2 separate regions of the Mus musculus genome follow, and region 1 is linked to region 2. A link is a contact called in public HiChIP or PLAC-seq data. All regions are on one chromosome and are shown on one strand. Each heading gives the region's core, a stretch centred on a gene start, on an enhancer-like site or on the middle of the called end of the contact. The rest is flanking DNA. Distances are from core to core; before and after follow the strand shown.

The links. HiChIP or PLAC-seq counts read pairs in DNA pulled down with a chosen protein or histone mark.
Region 1: an H3K27ac HiChIP or PLAC-seq map of microglia shows a contact between it and region 2, with 7 times the contacts expected there. The contact joins two enhancer-like sites. A contact is called at or near these places in 1 of 39 promoter capture datasets (cranial neural crest) and 2 of 115 datasets of contacts at active chromatin or transcription factors (microglia and regulatory T cell precursor).

What each region holds. Positions count from the first base shown.
Region 1 is chr12:103,325,221-103,328,177 of GRCm38.p6, forward strand. It overlaps Asb2 (ankyrin repeat and SOCS box-containing 2), which reads right to left. Exons shown (of 10, transcript NM_023049.1): 8 at 1-394. Among named protein-coding and RNA genes, the nearest start is that of Gm15523, 10 kb to the right of the region's middle. Within about 2 kb of position 1,606, at least 58 of the 459 cell types and tissues checked have an H3K27ac peak or open chromatin away from gene starts, as enhancers often do. A contact at or near this core is called in microglia, where this site is marked.
Region 2 is chr12:102,644,793-102,647,759 of GRCm38.p6, forward strand. All of the region lies in intron 2 of Itpk1 (inositol 1,3,4-triphosphate 5/6 kinase), which reads right to left. Among named protein-coding and RNA genes, the nearest start is that of Mir1936, 39 kb to the right of the region's middle. Within about 2 kb of position 1,644, at least 124 of the 459 cell types and tissues checked have an H3K27ac peak or open chromatin away from gene starts, as enhancers often do. A contact at or near this core is called in microglia, where this site is marked.

The sequences.
Region 1 (2,957 bases), core at 356-2,855, 680 kb after region 2:
GATGGTGGCTGGAAAGGCGGTGGGGTGAGTGGCGATGTAGGCGTCGATGTTGGCGCCATGGTCCAACAGCAGCTGCATGGTGCGCAGGCAGCCGTGGCGGATGGCCACGAGCAGAGGGCTGATGACATCGCGGTTGGGGTCCGCGCCCGCCAGCAGCAACAGCTCGGTGGCGTACACATTGTTGTTGACCACAGCGAAGTAGAGCGCAGAACTGCGGCGGTCCTCGTAGAGGCGGGCGCGCTCGGGAGCCAGAGGTGCGTTCACGTCGAAGCGCGCGGCCAGCAGCGCCTCCAGCACCGCGTCGTGGTTGCGCTCGGCCGCTAGGTGCAGCGGGCTGATGCCGCTACGGCGCACGCGCGTGCGGCTGGTCACAGGCAGCAGCATCTGCACTATTCTGTAAGAGGACGAGCAGGAGCAGGTCAGTACAGGATACGGGGCGCATGGGCACGACACGGCCAGCAGAGGGCGCCCAGGGGCCTGTCATGCTTAGCAGGAACCGGTTGGAACTGGCTGGTGAGTTCTGAAAAACCTCAGCCAGGTGGATTGTGGTTTCAAGCATCTCGCATGGACTCACCCCAGCGTAAATAAAGGATGCTTGGAGAGAGAGAGAGAGATGGCTCGGAGGTCAAGAGCTCTGGATGATCTTCCAGAGGACCCAGTTTGATTCCCAGCACCTACAGGGAGGCTCACAACAGCCAGAATTTGTAACTCGGGTTCCAGAGGATCTGAAGTCCTCTTCTGGCAACCACCCGCACCAAGCATACCCGTGGTGCACGGACATACACGCAGACAAAATACTGATCCACTAATCATAAAGATTTCTGCTCTCAGTAATCGGAGAACGTGGCAGGAAGCCCCTCACACTCAGTGAAGGGCCACTCCGCTCTCTGCAGGAGGTAGCAGACAGAGCAGGGAACTGAAATCTGGTACCAAACCTTGCCCGGTTAGGGAAGAAAACACTGGGGGGTTGGATTTGTTGCTATGAGAGCCCATAAAGGAAGTCTGGCTACCCCTACTCTGCAGATGAGAACAACTGAGGCTTGGAAAGGTTAGGGGCTCGCTGGGAGGGGTACTCTGGCCTGAATTGTTTTTTCTCCCTATCTTGTTGCTCTGGCATCTGGTGGGACATCTAGGCATGGTGAGGGGAGGGAAGAGGAAACGTCTCAACCACTCTTGCCCCAGACCCATTCTTCTACTGTGCCTTCTTCTCTCCTCTCCTACAAGATGCAGGGTTTTGTTTTGTTTTGTTTTGTTTTGTTTTGTTTTCCTGAGTGTGTAAAGCCAGATTCTCCAGCCCCTCTGCCCAGTTTTGACACGGAGGGCCCAGCCAACCACCACCGGCCTGACTGTGGGACTGGGCCCTGCTCTCAGCACTTCGCCTATCAACCTTCCTAGTTCTCCAAGTGACTCTTTGAGATTGCATTTGCATGACAGATGAGGAAACCCACTCAGGAAAGGTGCAGGACTCCCCAAGGACACACAGCCAGGAAGTGGGAACACCCAGATTTGAGTCCAGATTGCCAGATTCCTCTGGGCACACTCTTAACTACTCTCCTACTTCTGCTGTGGCAATCAGGGTGACAGCTGATGGGTCATGGGGTTTTGCAATTTTCACAGTGTGTCAACTTGCCTGGCCCATTTTGCCCTCGATGTATCCCCATGGCCTACCCAGAGCACGCTCTGTCTATCTTTTTAACAGACATGGCTCAAAAAAAAAAAAAAAAACCAGTGACAAATCAGAGGTCGTAGAATAGCTCCAGGGGTTTGACCCCAGGACCCCTCATCTCAGCTCTTGACCCCAGGACTCCTCATCTTGGCTCTCGTTCCCTGGATCCCTGCTGCCTTCCAGAACAAGCGCTCAGCTCACTCTGTTGACTTCAGGCCCTAATCCATCTAAGCCCTGCTGACAGGTGACCTCACAGGCTCCTATGGAGCTCTCAGGAGGAGGAGGCCATGTCGAGGAAGGAGGAGGGGGAAGCAGGTGCTACCACCAGCCCGGTTCCCTTCTCTCTTGATTCCTGGCACTCTTCTTGCCTCTGACTTCCTGGAACCAGGAGGCCATCGACCTCCTGCTGGAATCTCTCCGGGGACAACATTATTGCATTCAGCGATGCTGAGCTTGGCTAAGATCTGCCTCTGAAACCTCCAAAGGAAATTCACACACCCAGGGGAGCTAATTGCCTCCTAATTTCTATTTGTGCAGGCTCGAGGGGCTTGACCTCCTCTTCAGAGGTGCTGGTCAAAGGCAGGGCTGGGGCCCCTGGACCACCGCCATGACCAACAAATGCAGGGTAACATCCGTGACACGCTTGAGCACAAGAAAGAACAGGGACATGGGGTGGGCTGGGCTGGGCCGCTGCCCATGGGCTGGGATCTCTGCAGGCCCCAGCTGGTCTCCAGTGATTCCTTGGCCAGGCCATAGAAAGGGGCAGAAATGTGGGAATCTGACATCTCTGCCCCCAAGTCCCAGAAGCATAAAGTCAGCGACTTAGTGAGTCATTGGGCCGTTGCATACTACTTCTCTAGGATTTAGTCATCAAGGGTCAGTGTGCCCGTGATGCCCATCTCTGACAGACATAGGGACAGTGCTGCCATTTTATAGAGGGTGAAACAGAGACCCAGGGGTGGAGCAGAGAAGCAACTGGCTCTGAAGAAAGACAGGAGACAAGCCAGGGCAGAGTGGAGACACTGGGTACCCAGGGCCAGGCCTTTTCAAGGTGTCACATCTCTTTCTCATTACTTCTTTTTCCTTTTATCTGTTTTTGAGACATGACCTCTTATGGCCCTGCCTGGCTTGGGTGTTGCTGCCTTGACTTAACTGAGCCTGGCAACAGTGAGTAGACAGGCATTCAAGCTAGCTGTCCTTAGTATGGGGACACGGGGGATCCTGAGGGATAGCACAAGCAATGAGGAAGCATCAGACCTCAGCATCACCTGGACCTGATGACAGCAGCTGA
Region 2 (2,967 bases), core at 394-2,893:
CTCATGGAGCTAATATCTGTCTCTCTCATGCGCTGGGCATGGTAGCACACACCTCTAATCCCAGCATTTGGGAGGTAGAGGCAGGCAAATCTCTGAGTTTGAGGCCAGCCTGGTCTACAGAGTCAGTTCTAGGACAGCCAGGGCCTCACAGAAAAACCCTGTCTCAAAAAAATTAGAATAAAATAAAAAAAAAATTTCTCTCTCTTTATAACACCCAATACAATAGTAGGGCTAGTTAGTCATTTCCCCAGTTAAGGATTTAACCTTCTAAGAATGCAAATACTTGTCCTGGATCTCACAGTAACAACCCAAGCTTCAAACACAGGCAACAAAAAACAGACACCCTTTTCTACTCTGCTACTCCCAGTCACTTTCTGTTCATCTGTGGCTAGTAACAAACACAGGCCCTCTTCCTCCCAGCCAAGCAATTCCAACCTAGATGCCCGGGTGACCTGATACTACAGGGACGCTCATTTTCAGGTCCCCTGTGTGCAGTCGTGCAGTCTCACCATTTTGTAAGAAGTTAATATAAAACACACACACACACACACACACACACACACACACACACACACACACACACTGGACAGGACAAGAGAGAGACAAGGCTAGGAACAGAAACAAGACGAGCTGGGCCCTGACAGCATGGAGGCAAAAATCCAAACTCAGACCGGTGCCTTCTCCATCTCCCACTGGGGCTCAGGAACAGAGGCAGGAGCTGGTGGTCACAGCAGGGTCTCCTTTCCCCTGGGAGGAACAGAACTTCAGTGCTCTCTCAGATTTGACTTCAAGTGCAAACTCTCATGCATTCCATGGCTAGCTTCCCACCGAAGCCTACATTTTGAGGGAAACCTTTCTGAAGCGTCTTGGCATCAGCTTAAATATTGACCTAGGATGACCGAGTGGGCCACAGGTGAATTAAGAACACAAAGGCGTGCGTGAAACAGGGGCTCAGTAGATCATACAATTGGGGTGCAAGGTTGCAAATCTACCCCAGTATGCACAAAAAGGGTCTGTGCTTACTCTTCTGACTACTCTAAAACTCCCAACACCCACACAGTCATTCCACTGACCACTTTCTCATTTAGGGGCAACTTTCAATAGGAAATCCATGTACATCTGGCACACAGGGAATGATATCTGGGTGCAAAATGCCCCCTCCCAGATGAACAAAGGGCACCAGAAGGATGTGCCCACACATGGACTGTGTGTGTGCCCACACCTGGGCAGCCTCAACTAAGCAGTAGGCGGTAAGTCCCATCTGGGGCTCAATGGAAATCTGCCATCTGTGACCAACGAACCACAGGGCTGAAGGGCTGATGAAGCGGGGTCCAAGCCACAGAAGTGTGCAGAAGAAGTTCCAGGGGGCACCCTAAGCCACAGCCTCTCTTGACCCCACAGCAGAGAGCTGGTGTCATGACTGAGCCCTGCAGGGAACTTGATCAAAGTTCTTGTTGCATTGCTTGCTAGTTCTTCTTCCTCTCTCAGTGGCCCCAACATGCACCTTGCTACTACCATCCTGGTTGCAGCTCTGCTCCTTAGGTATTTCTAGCCGCCAAGTCTGCTAACCCATACTCATGCCCACACCCAAGTATCCGTCAAATGAAAAGCCGCCTCTGTCAATCCCAGATCCTCAGCTACAGGCACTGTGGGGAGTAATCAGCCCCCACTTCCCTCTTCTGCTGCCTCTCTGGAAGTCAGAGCCAGAGGCTCCAGGGGAGCCTCAAAAGACCCAGAGAACACCAACTTGAAATGGCCACAGCAGACATGGCCAGGAAGTTGGCAAGGGCAAGAACAGAGCAACTTGTTCACCTGCTGGCAATGAATTTAAAGAAAAATGTAAAAAACGTTTGGTAGGACTCCATCTGAGTTTCCAGTCTGTCATAGTCCAACCCCTTCTGCACAGAAAGGGGAAGCTGAGGCCCAGCCAAAAGGAAGGGGGCAGTGACTAAGTAAGGTTGGTAATTACTGAGAAAGCCAGCATAAAAACTCAAAACCCTGGCCATCAAAGCTGAGTGCCTGCAGAAGGACTGACATCGGACAGACTCTGGGGCTGGAGTCATAGGGCCCTGCAAACACTGGACCCAGAGCCACCTGGGGTCATTCACAGTATTAAGTGACTGAGCCACCATCTGGGGGCTGTAGATCCTGGAGGAAAAGGGAAGGAGGAAGAGGAGGGGAGGAGCTGCCTAAGGCACGCCAGCTCTGCAGAGTGTGAAGAGGGGTGCGGCCTCTGTCCTCAGTCCAGCCAGGAGAGAGCCCCGCTAAGCATGAAGCCTCAGCAGTTGACTCTTGACACTGGCACCCAGAGTCCAACCCCAGATCCACCCACATTAGGCCAGGGCAGGAGCATTTAAAGACCCACCCTGGTGAGATCTACCTAACTTCAGAGCCCTAAATTCACAGCCCACACCTAGAACCTTTGCCTAAGCTGACCGTCCAGAGGCTCACAGTCCAAGTCCAACGGAAGCCCGCCAGGCATCATGGCCTCGCTAGTCATGCACAGACAGCATAGCATCTCTACCCAAAGGTAAACAGGGAGGGACCAGGTTCCTCTCTGGTCAAACCTCAAGGCTTTGCCAGTTAGTTTTTAATGCTCAGCCTCCATAGTCCCACTGAGTGCTGGACCAGGTGGCCAGCCAGGAAGCCACAGGGCCAAGTCAGTGAGGCCTTTTAATTCAGCTCCCTTGAGGCCCCCAGGGGACTCTGCTGAGGACAAGAGGGCCTGAGTTCCCCATGACTGTCCCACAAGGCTCTGCAACCAAAGGCTAGAACACAGGACACAGAAAAGCAGAGTAGACACCGTAACGCTCAAACCACGAAAGCACCAGGGTCTCTGCCTACATGTGGTCAGCGAACTGGGTCAGAGGACCAAAACTAAAGGTAGGACTTAGACCCTCTAGTTCAGATGTTTTTTGCTGTTTCAGAACTAACTTCAGAATCTAGTCTCCATCTTGGGCAAAAAAA